3 separate regions of the Mus musculus genome follow, and regions 2 and 3 are each linked to region 1. The links are chromatin contacts, called in public HiChIP or PLAC-seq maps. All regions are on one chromosome and are shown on one strand. Each heading gives the region's core, a stretch centred on a gene start, on an enhancer-like site or on the middle of the called end of the contact. The rest is flanking DNA. Distances are from core to core; before and after follow the strand shown.

The links. HiChIP or PLAC-seq counts read pairs in DNA pulled down with a chosen protein or histone mark.
Region 2: an H3K27ac HiChIP or PLAC-seq map of large pre-B cells shows a contact between it and region 1, with 8 times the contacts expected there. The contact joins two enhancer-like sites. A contact is called at or near these places in 1 of 15 datasets of contacts at CTCF or cohesin (large pre-B cells), 2 of 484 Hi-C or Micro-C datasets (cerebral cortex and nephron progenitors) and 2 of 115 datasets of contacts at active chromatin or transcription factors (astrocytes and large pre-B cells).
Region 3: an IKAROS HiChIP or PLAC-seq map of large pre-B cells shows a contact between it and region 1, with 7 times the contacts expected there. The contact joins two enhancer-like sites. A contact is called at or near these places in 3 of 15 datasets of contacts at CTCF or cohesin (large pre-B cells, pro-B cells and stem cell-derived epiblast-like cells), 11 of 484 Hi-C or Micro-C datasets (the HPC-7 cell line, brown adipocytes, cortical neurons and 6 more), 12 of 115 datasets of contacts at active chromatin or transcription factors (craniofacial prominence, embryonic basal ganglia, embryonic forebrain and 9 more) and 1 of 9 other capture datasets (embryonic stem cells).

Annotation. Positions count from the first base shown.
Region 1 is chr1:164,330,603-164,333,910 of GRCm38.p6, forward strand. It overlaps Nme7 (NME/NM23 family member 7), which reads left to right. Exons shown (of 14, transcript NM_138314.4): 5 at 2,010-2,176. Among named protein-coding and RNA genes, the nearest start is that of Nme7, 25 kb to the left of the region's middle. Within about 2 kb of position 1,624, at least 10 of the 459 cell types and tissues checked have an H3K27ac peak or open chromatin away from gene starts, as enhancers often do.
Region 2 is chr1:165,319,114-165,322,421 of GRCm38.p6, forward strand. Gpr161 (G protein-coupled receptor 161) reads left to right here. Exons shown (of 6, transcript NM_001310429.1): 6 at 2,323-3,308. The coding sequence ends at 2,588. Among named protein-coding and RNA genes, the nearest start is that of Gpr161, 25 kb to the left of the region's middle. Within about 2 kb of position 1,613, at least 50 of the 459 cell types and tissues checked have an H3K27ac peak or open chromatin away from gene starts, as enhancers often do.
Region 3 is chr1:164,881,140-164,884,447 of GRCm38.p6, forward strand. All of the region lies in intron 2 of Gm32652 (a long non-coding RNA gene), which reads right to left. Among named protein-coding and RNA genes, the nearest start is that of Gm32652, 17 kb to the right of the region's middle. Within about 2 kb of position 1,747, at least 28 of the 459 cell types and tissues checked have an H3K27ac peak or open chromatin away from gene starts, as enhancers often do.

The DNA of each region.
Region 1 (3,308 bases), core at 374-2,873:
CAGATCCATGCACACCGTGACCACCTGCAGGATCACAAACACAGATCCATGCACACCGTGACCAGCCTGCAGGATCACACACACATCCATGTACACTGTGACCAGCCTGCAGGATCACACACACATCCATGCACACTGTGACCAGCCTGCAGGATAACACACACACACATCCATGCACACCGTGACCGGCCTGCAGGATCACACACACATCAATGCACACTGTGACCAGCCTGCAGGATCACACACACGTCCATGCAGACCATGACCGGCCTGCAGGATCACACACACGTCCATGCAGACCATGACCAGCCTGCAGGATCACACACACATCCATGCACACCGTGACTGGCCTGCAGGATAACACACACACACATCCATGCATACCGTGACCGGCCTGCAGGATAATACAGACATCCATGCACACCGTGACTGGCCTGCAGGATAACATACACACACATCCATGCACACCGTGACCGGCCTGCAGGATAACACACACATCCATGCACACTGTGACCGGCCTGCAGGATCACACTAATGCACAGCATCGTGGGAGCATCCAATCACTCTGTAGAGATATTTTATTGGATTTCTTTTTCTTGGTGCTCAGTAATATACCAACACAGGAAGATAACTTTGTGCTGGTGTATATGTATGTATGTATATATATAATTTTATTTTATTTTTCTGAGTTACGTGGTAGACAGGATTTGACCACATAATACCATCTGGCTGCTCACTTGCAATCTGGTCTAATCTCAGCTAGGATTATAAATGTCCACCTTCACACCCAGCCTTGTTGAAAATTTCTAACCGAAGTATTTTTGCAAGATTTTACATTAAAAATATAAGAACAGCTTACGCTTGGTGACATTGGACTATAATTTCAGCACTTAAAAGGCTGAGGCAGGGGAATTCCAAAGTTACAGGCTAGCCTGAACTGTATAGCAAAACCTTGTCTCCAATCAAACAAACAGGCCTAGAGAGATCTCTTAGCTGGAAATAATACTGGCTGCAAAAGTGTGAAGGCCTGAGCTTGACTCTTAAGCACCTACCTACATAATGGCTGGGCCTTGTTCCCTGTGAGAACTCCAATCCTGAGTAACAGAGGCAGGAGCTCCCTGGAGCTCTCTGGCCAGCTGACCCAACTTAAAGCAAACTTCAGGTTCAGTGAGAGAGCCTGTGTTAAGACAATAATGTGAGAAATGACTGAAGAAGACATCAGGCAACCTCCTATATCATGTATGTTTGTAGGGATGCACACTTGCATATAACACACATATATAGAAGTAGATATATAGAGAGACCCCAAAATGAAGTAGGACAACTGTTTTTTGGGATTAATCAATATTTGATAAGTAGTTACAGATAAATGGTTATCATAGTCATAAATATTACGGTTAAAAGTTGGTATCTGTATAAAATGTCAAATTAAAGAGGCTCTAAGAGGGTCCCTTTCTTTGCATCACTTCATTGGCAATCACTTTAAAAAGTCAGCTCAGTTGGGGTTGGAGCCTAGAGAGAAGGCTCAGTTAAGGGTGCTAGCTGCCCTTGTAGGTCCCAAGTTTGGTTCCCGGCACCTACACCGAGCCGCTCACAGCAACTGTAACTCCAGCTGCTGGCAAGCCAACAGTGACTTCTGCACCTTCACTCACATGTACCTACCCACAGAAAGGGAGACACACATGAATACACATCTCTTAAAGGAAATACAATTTTTTTTAGTGATTGGGATGTGTACATAAAAAGAAATATGAGAATCTGTCTCTGTCACTCATAGCTGGTGAGTTACTGAAATAACTTGGTCTATTTAGGATATTCTAAAATATATATTTTAATTACAAACTTTTATCACTAGATTGGATTGGAAATAAAGCTTCACAGTATAAAATATAATTTATATACGTAGTTATAAAGTAATAGGATATAGCTGTCTTTTGTAAAATCAATTGGAGACTTTTCTCTGTAAGGCGTACGTTCTTCATAAGTATTCTTACTGTGTCTGTTTCTAGCATGATGTAAAGAATCGTCGCACCTTCTTAAAGCGGACCAAGTATGAGGACCTGCGCCTGGAAGATCTATTTATAGGCAACAAAGTCAATGTGTTTTCTCGACAGCTGGTGTTGATTGACTATGGGGACCAATACACAGCCCGCCAGCTGGGCAGCAGGAAAGAGAAGTAAGAACAGCCGGGCCATCTTTTTCCATTGAAACCTTGCCTGTGACTTTGGCCACTAACTTCTGATTTCCTCTCCTCGGTCATGTTTTCACAACATAGTTTTTCCAGCGACCTAATATAATTTTATAACATTAAAAATATTTTGGTACTGATTCAGGGATTGGTTCCTAATTAGAATATTGAAGCAATATCTGTAGTCTTAGGAGGTGACTGTTTGGATGGGTGGGTGGCAGAGATAAAGCTCTTACACATTCTATCTGCTTTTTATATTTGTCACTAAAACCTAAGACTATTTGAGCATAAGGTTTTCTTCCTAAGCATAAGCATGATGCTGGTACGAATCACGGTAACCCGGGAGACGGTGAAGTTAGTTCTTGCAAAACTGAAGGCTTTGTGGGTTTGTTCTGTCTTGATAAAACTGAATTAAATTATTACCCCAATTAGATGAACTGGGGAGAAATGCTAATCAAAGGAGTGAGTATAGAGAAAGATCCAAAGGTGGGAAATCCTGTCTTAAGTTAGAACAACTATTTGCTATCCTGCTTGTGTAAGTTGGGGGCTAAAACTTATAAAAGTTTAATTACTACAACAATGATCTGAATTATTATGGTAACAGTAGATATGCAGAAGAAGTAAGGAGTGTACGTGATTAATAGAAATGCAGCAGTGCATGCCAGGAAGCAGCTCAGTTGGGGCAGTGCTTGTCTAGCAAAGATGAAGCCCAAAGGCCTGAGACCTAGCCCCGTGTAAAACTGGAGGTGGTGGCACGTTTCTGTCATGCCAGCATGTGGGAAGTGGAGGTAGAAAGATCAGAAGTTCAAGATCATATTAGTTTACAGAGGGAGTCAAGGGCCAGCTTGGGTTACATGTGACCCTGTCTCAAAAAAAAAAAACAAAAAAACAAAAAAAACAAAAAAGACAAAAAAACAAAAAAACAAAAAAACCAAATAACAAAGATCAAAGACAGTTCAAGTTAAGAATGGAAGTTCTAGAAACTTTGGGTGAGATGATGATGAGAAGCTGCCTCAGGGCAATTTAACAGAAGAGATAGGCAAGGTAACAGAGAATAGACCCTGCCCCAAGGAGAGAGCGATCAGAACATCAGAAATCACAAAGCAAGAAGTAGCTTGCT
Region 2 (3,308 bases), core at 363-2,862, 990 kb after region 1:
CACACACACACACACACACACACGTACACACGTATACAGTCACACATACAGACACATACAAACACACACAGTCACATACACAGGTACACATACACAAACACACACAGATACACTCACAGCAGATACCATGAACACACACACAGCACAGACACATTGCACACATACATACACAGATACACACAGAGACATATACACACAACCATGCACAGTCGCATACATATATACACGCACAGACACATACATGTAGTCACACACTCACACACATAGACACACAGTCTCACACACAAACACACTCAGACACACTGTCTTAGGGTTTCTATTCCTGCACAAACATCATAACCAAGAAGCAGTTGGGGAGGAAAGGGTTTATTCAGCTTACATTTCCACATTGCTATTCATCACTAATGGAAGTCGGGACTGGAACTCAAGCAGGTCAGGAAGCAGGAGCTGATGCAGAGGCCATGGAGGGATGCTCCTTACTGGCTTGCTTCCCCTGGCTTGCTCAGACTGCTTTCTTATAGAACACAAGACTACCAGCCCAGAGATGGCACTACCTACAAGGGGACCTCCCTGCTTGATCACTAATTGAGAAAATGCTTTACAGCTGGATCTCGTGGAGGCAGTTCCCCAATTGAAGCTCCTTTCTCTGTGATAACTCCAGCCTGTGTCAAGATGACACAAAACTAGCCAGTACACACACAGTCACATATGCATATACACACATACACATAGACACAGTCACAAATACACATACACGTGTACACACACACAAACTCACACATAGACACACACATAAAGAGCAGATTCCATGAACACACAGCAAGGACATACCTACACACACATACATACACAGGCACACACACAGTTATGGACACACACATGCAGACAAACACACACACAGATACACACAGAGACAGTGACAGGGAGACAGAGAGAGAACTCAAAACAATTCCCAGCTTTCTCAGGAACTAGCCTGACTGGATGAAATAGTTTCCGTGCCCCCTAGTCCACAGTAGTTGCTCCCCTTTATGGATAGTATCCAGTTATAAATCTGATCCTGTCCTCTTAGCCCGTCCCCTCTGACGGACAGTGGAAATATGGCCCTGTGAGTGCAGGCCAAGCTGCCATCCTGATGAATGGCCCTGGAACCTGCAGGGACCGGAGCCCACTGACTGGGCTTTCCTGCTTATCTGTTAACACAGAGCATCCTGGATGCTTAGGGACCTGGGGCTAGTTTCCACTCCAGACAAGCCAAGGGGAGCCACTCCTGTGTAGGAAGGAGTCTCTTTTTCTCCTGTCTCCAAGTGAGAATAGCCACTGGTATAAGGAACCTTGAGTCTGCTGGAGCCAGGGGCTCTAAGGTGTAAATGCTGAGTATGCAAATGAGCCTCCCTCTGCCCTGCTCCACTCCCTTGCAGCGTGAGGGGAGAGGTGGGAGAGGAGCTCAGAGAGGATGGTAAGTAAGTATCTACTTTTCTGGCAAAGCAGATTCAATACAGAGCTAGCCAGCAGCTTTGAGAGTTTACATTCCCCTTCTACTGGACAACAAGTCCATCTCCTTCCCAGACCTCTCACGCCGATCCCAGCCTGCCCCTTTGTGTCCTACGGGTGGGCTGGAAGCGCCCTCTGCTGGTTGGGTGCTGAGAGCAAGGTGCTAGAGCAGGGGATGACAGTTATGCTGTGTAGGGAGCAAACTAGTGCTGCTAAGGTCTCCACTTCCTTCCTGGAGAGTGGGGCACAAACTGCCTGTTCTCCAGAAAACATAAGGGGAGAAGGTCCCCTAGAGACCCCGAGAGCTTAGGCAGTACGGTCTGTGACCCAGTGCTCAGGTTTGGTCATTAGGCGCCACCTCTGTCCCTCTTTTCCATTCAGTGTAGTGTCACGGCTCCTAATCCTTCCCAGGATGGTGGAATTGTTGACATCGCTTCTAAATGTGAGGCTTTCTACAGTGAAGGAGCCTCTGAGGGAAATGGAGAGGAGACATGGCCTTTGAGTCTGTGCAAGCTTACAGCCTAGGCTGTTGAACCCAGGAGCTACAAGAGGAAAATTCTATTGAAGACGTAAAAGCTAAAACATTTAGGGTAGAATTTACTCATTCACAGTAACCGTGTGAATCTTTTCTCTTTAGAGTCAAGGAAACTAAACTAGAAAATGTCTGGCCTTTCTCAGGATGTAAATTGTGTGAAGTCCAAGATTTTAGCCTGGGGACTCTGATGTCAAAATCCATACCTGTAATCTTCGCTTGTCCGCTCTCTCTGGAGTAGCAAGCCAGCAGAGACCATATCCCTTTTCGCTAACCTTCCTTTCTGCCTTCTCCCACAGAGGCCGCCAAGAACTCTCTTCTTCATGTGAAAGCTGAAGTACACAAATCCTTGGACAGTTACGCAGCCAGCTTGGCTAAAGCCATTGAGGCTGAAGCCAAAATCAACTTATTTGGGGAGGAGGCTCTGCCAGGGGTCTTGTTCACAGCACGGACCGTCCCAGGGGCTGGCTTTGGGGGCCGTCGAGGCAGCAGAACTCTTGTGAATCAGAGGCTGCAGCTACAGAGCATCAAAGAAGGCAATGTCTTAGCTGCAGAACAGAGATGAAAGCTTCAGAGGGGAGCGGGGCCGCAGCGGAGCTACCGGGACTGGTGCCTGTGCCAAGACCCTGGAACATGTCACCACTCAGAGAGGGCCAGACGCCGGGAAGGAAACATCTGGTATGCAGCCAGGAGGATTGAAAATACTGTCTCCAGTCTCTGACTTCAGTTGTCTTCTGTAAAGCACATGTGGGCTGCTTCAGGGCTCCTGGGATGGAACGAGGCTTCGAAAGCACACGTTAGAAGCAGATGGAGATGTGGCTGGGGCATCAGGAGGACTAGAGATGGTGGATGTGAAAGGGAAGCCACCATGTGGCTCTTGTCTTCAATGGTATCCAGCTGCTTTAGCTGTCCCTGGTCTCAGTGAGGCCTCTAGAGGCAATCCCTACTCCGTGCCCCTCATGGGGACAGAACGGCTCACCCTAGCACTGTCAGACCATCTGGGGGCTCTGTGTAGTTGATCCAGGAAGCGTGGGACCACAAGTACTAGACTAAATGCAAAAACAGTCCAGAGAGCATCCGAGTAGAGCACCCCACATAGACACCCCATATCTATTGCCCTAGTTAGGACTTGCTCTTGGGTAGCACCTGCTGCTGGCCAATAGAAACAGCCCACAGGCCACCCAAGATGTGGCCACCCCACCCACTTCCTTGTTGACAGATTTTTATTATTACTATTATTATTTGAAAAGAAGGGAGAAACCACTATGAAAGACAAGGGCGAATA
Region 3 (3,308 bases), core at 497-2,996, 550 kb after region 1:
TCAAAGGAAACACGACTTCCACTACTAAACATTAATAAACTACCCAGGCCAGCCTGCATCACAGAGGAGAAAAGGTAGCATTTGTAAAGAGATGAAGCCAGGTGTGATAGTGCATGCCTTTGATCCCAGCACTTGGGAGGCAGAGGCAGGCAGATTTCTGAGTTCGAGGCCAGCCTGGTCTACAGAGTGAGTTCCAGGACAGCCAGGGCTACACAGAGAAACCCTGTCTCGAGAAACAAAAAAATAAATAAATAAAAGAAAGAAGGAAAGAAAGAAAGAGAGAGAGAGAGAGAAAGAGAGAGAAAGAAAGAAAGAAAGAAAGAAAAAAAGAAAGAAAGAAAGAAAGAAAGAAAGAAAGAAAGAAAGAAAGAAAGAAAGAAAGAAAGAAAGAAAGGAGAAAAGAGATGGATCCAGACCCCTGGCAAGCCAGTCGCCACCACAACTCTGCTTGCACTTAGTCTTCCAAGAAGAACATAGAATACATAGAATGTTGCAGGGCAGGGACCACGCTTCAGCGCATATCCAGCACAGAGAGATCCCAGGACATGGTAAGAATCATCTTCATTTCCTCCACAAAAGACCACACATTGAAATCCCAATAGACCACAAAAAATGGGAGACTTTACCTCTCCATTGCCCTGCTTCCTTGACTCCCAGTTGTAAACTGCTGGTTTAACACATCCTGCTAACTGCTTTCTCTGGCAGAGGAAGGGTAGCTGAGAGAGAACAGGAAGGTGACACCCAATAAATGATGGCACTAAAACAAGCAACAACACAAACAAGTCACTTAGAGCCATTTTCAGAAATGACTAGCAAGTGCCGTGCCCTGGAAGAAAAGCTGCAAGGAGAGTACATGTGACACAGAAAATGGGCGTTTCACATTGAAAACAGAGCCCGAAGGGCAGTCCCAGGGTCTCTAAGTTCACAAGGCAGTATCAACTATTGGCACTCAGGGCAAACAGAAAATTTTTCTGCCTCTTCCTCTCATGCTACAAGATGAAAGAAAGGTATTTCCCCTCAAATGTACCCAAAGGAGAGTGTTATGAAAGAGAGAGAGAGAGAGAGAGAGAGAGAGAGAGAGAGAGAGAGAGAAATAACAGCACCAACCTTCAGGTGTTGGTCCTGTGTGTGCTTAAGCACAGCTGTGGATCGGAGCTGGCTATTTCAGGAAGCCCATTGGCTTGTAGGCAACTCTTCCAGGAAAACGATGTTTCACTGTGCACCAACATCTACCTCTTGCAACTCAACAGTTCCATTCTTAGGACAGTATAAAATAACTCTATTCTTGCTCTTTATTTATCATGTTGTTTTAAACATTTAGGTAACATGTAGCCCCATTTTGGTGCACCCTAATTCAGTCTATCTTTCTCTCCAAATAAGTCTCCTATGACTGGCCATTAACCCTAGACATCTTAATCAGTATCATTCATTCTGAATAGCTCAGAACCTGGGCACCTGTATGAGGGGGGCAGGAGTGAAGTCACTTCTTGCTGGTGACATGTTTGACTGTCCATGTGAAAGCTGGGGTGACAGGAAGCACCTGCCAAGCAGTGTTCTTTAGAAGCCTAAAAAACATTTCTACTCAGAAAGCAAAAACAAATATCTTGACCTTTTGAGGCTGATCCAGACAGAAACTGCCTTAGGTTATTGTGGAAAGACAAATGGCAGAAAATTTAATATTTACGGGTCACGTTTAGAAACAGCTACTTCCTGTCCCTCATGCTTACGTTTGCAGGAAGGGGCAGGGAGACTGTACCCATCTACAGCCTGTGCACAATATAGTGTGTGTGTGTGTGTGTGTGTGTGTGTGTGTGTGTGTGTGTGTTTTCTCTACTAATGCTTGGAAAAGGAGCCAATACTTGCAGACCATCTGTCTCTAAGTACCTAAGGGATAACCTAGTAAACACTCAGAAAAAGACCCCCATCTCCCTAGGGGACACCTGGAACATGGAGGGGACAACTAATCTAAAAGTCCAGATGCTTCTCAATTAAAATACATAGGATTTTTACAAAACAGGATAGAGTATGTGTCAATGGTTGGTGGACCACCCTTCCTTGACTGCATGGCTTAGATGGCATATCCTTGGTCCTCCGATTAAACTTTAATCTTATTTCAGAGATTGAAGACAGACTTGTGGGAGGGGTTCCCTAGATCTCTTTGTCCCTCTTTCCAGTTTAGCCATAAGAAATAAATCTCCTTTTCTCCTTTCCATTATTAATTTGGCTCTTTTAATTGGTTTACTAGGGACAGGTGACTAAACTAGCCACTTGTCGGGCCACAGACTGTGACCAAACTGAATGACATTAGGGCACAGTACATGAGAAGGTAGCATGGATGAGATCCCACATGGTAGTCCAGTATGGTAAGTGATACAGACAGGATGGACAAGGAACATGGAGGGGCTGAAAGAAGACAGAGTGAGACAGACCAGTATGTAGAATGGCATCTCTGATGGCTAATAGGGATGGCACTTCTAAGACTGAAGGGTCACAGTGCTTACCAACTTTCAAGTGTTCTCTCTAGAATATCAGCTTGGCCCTTTCTCCTGAACTCTCAGCATGCACCGTCACCTCCCACATCCCACATGGCTAGCTCTCAATTGCCTACACTTAGGAAGAACATTGGACAGCCGTAAAGAAACAGGTTTTTAAACCCATATCACGGGAGCTAGAAAAACTCCTAAGCCATGGAGAATGTTAGAAAGGATCCTCTAGAAATACAAAGTGTAAGACTCGCCTTTGGGAAGCTTCAGAAGTGGAAAAGATAGAAAAGACAAATCTCAGTCTTGAAGAGGGCAGTGATAAAATCAAATCCTTCGCTATGTCTACCCATTAACCAAGACTTGGCCAATCGCATGGCAGATGCTGTATGACCTCAGTTGGAAAAATACGTGAACATTAATTATCAAAAGCTCTTCCCTTAAGTTAAACAAAATTATATTCAGTTGGAACACGATTTCATAAGGTATGAATAGCTGAGCTATCATGGTGAGATGCTTAGCACAATTGCAGCCTCTCCAGTCTCCCTCAGACCATTTATTTTTATTTGTGAAGATGAAACCTACCGGAAGTTTTACAACTCCCTGCTTGCCATGTATTCCCTCATGCAGCAACGTGAAGAACAATGAGAGCATCACTGAGCCGGATGGCCACCCCTACAATGGGTCAGAGTGTAAATTTTAATTGACAAAATGAAGGTGCCACTAGTACTGCTGACATTTCAAGCAGTGAGCATCCTGCTTCTTAATAGATGGGGAATTCAAGGAGAAATGAACCCCAACACAGCGCCTGCTGACAGATGTTCAGTG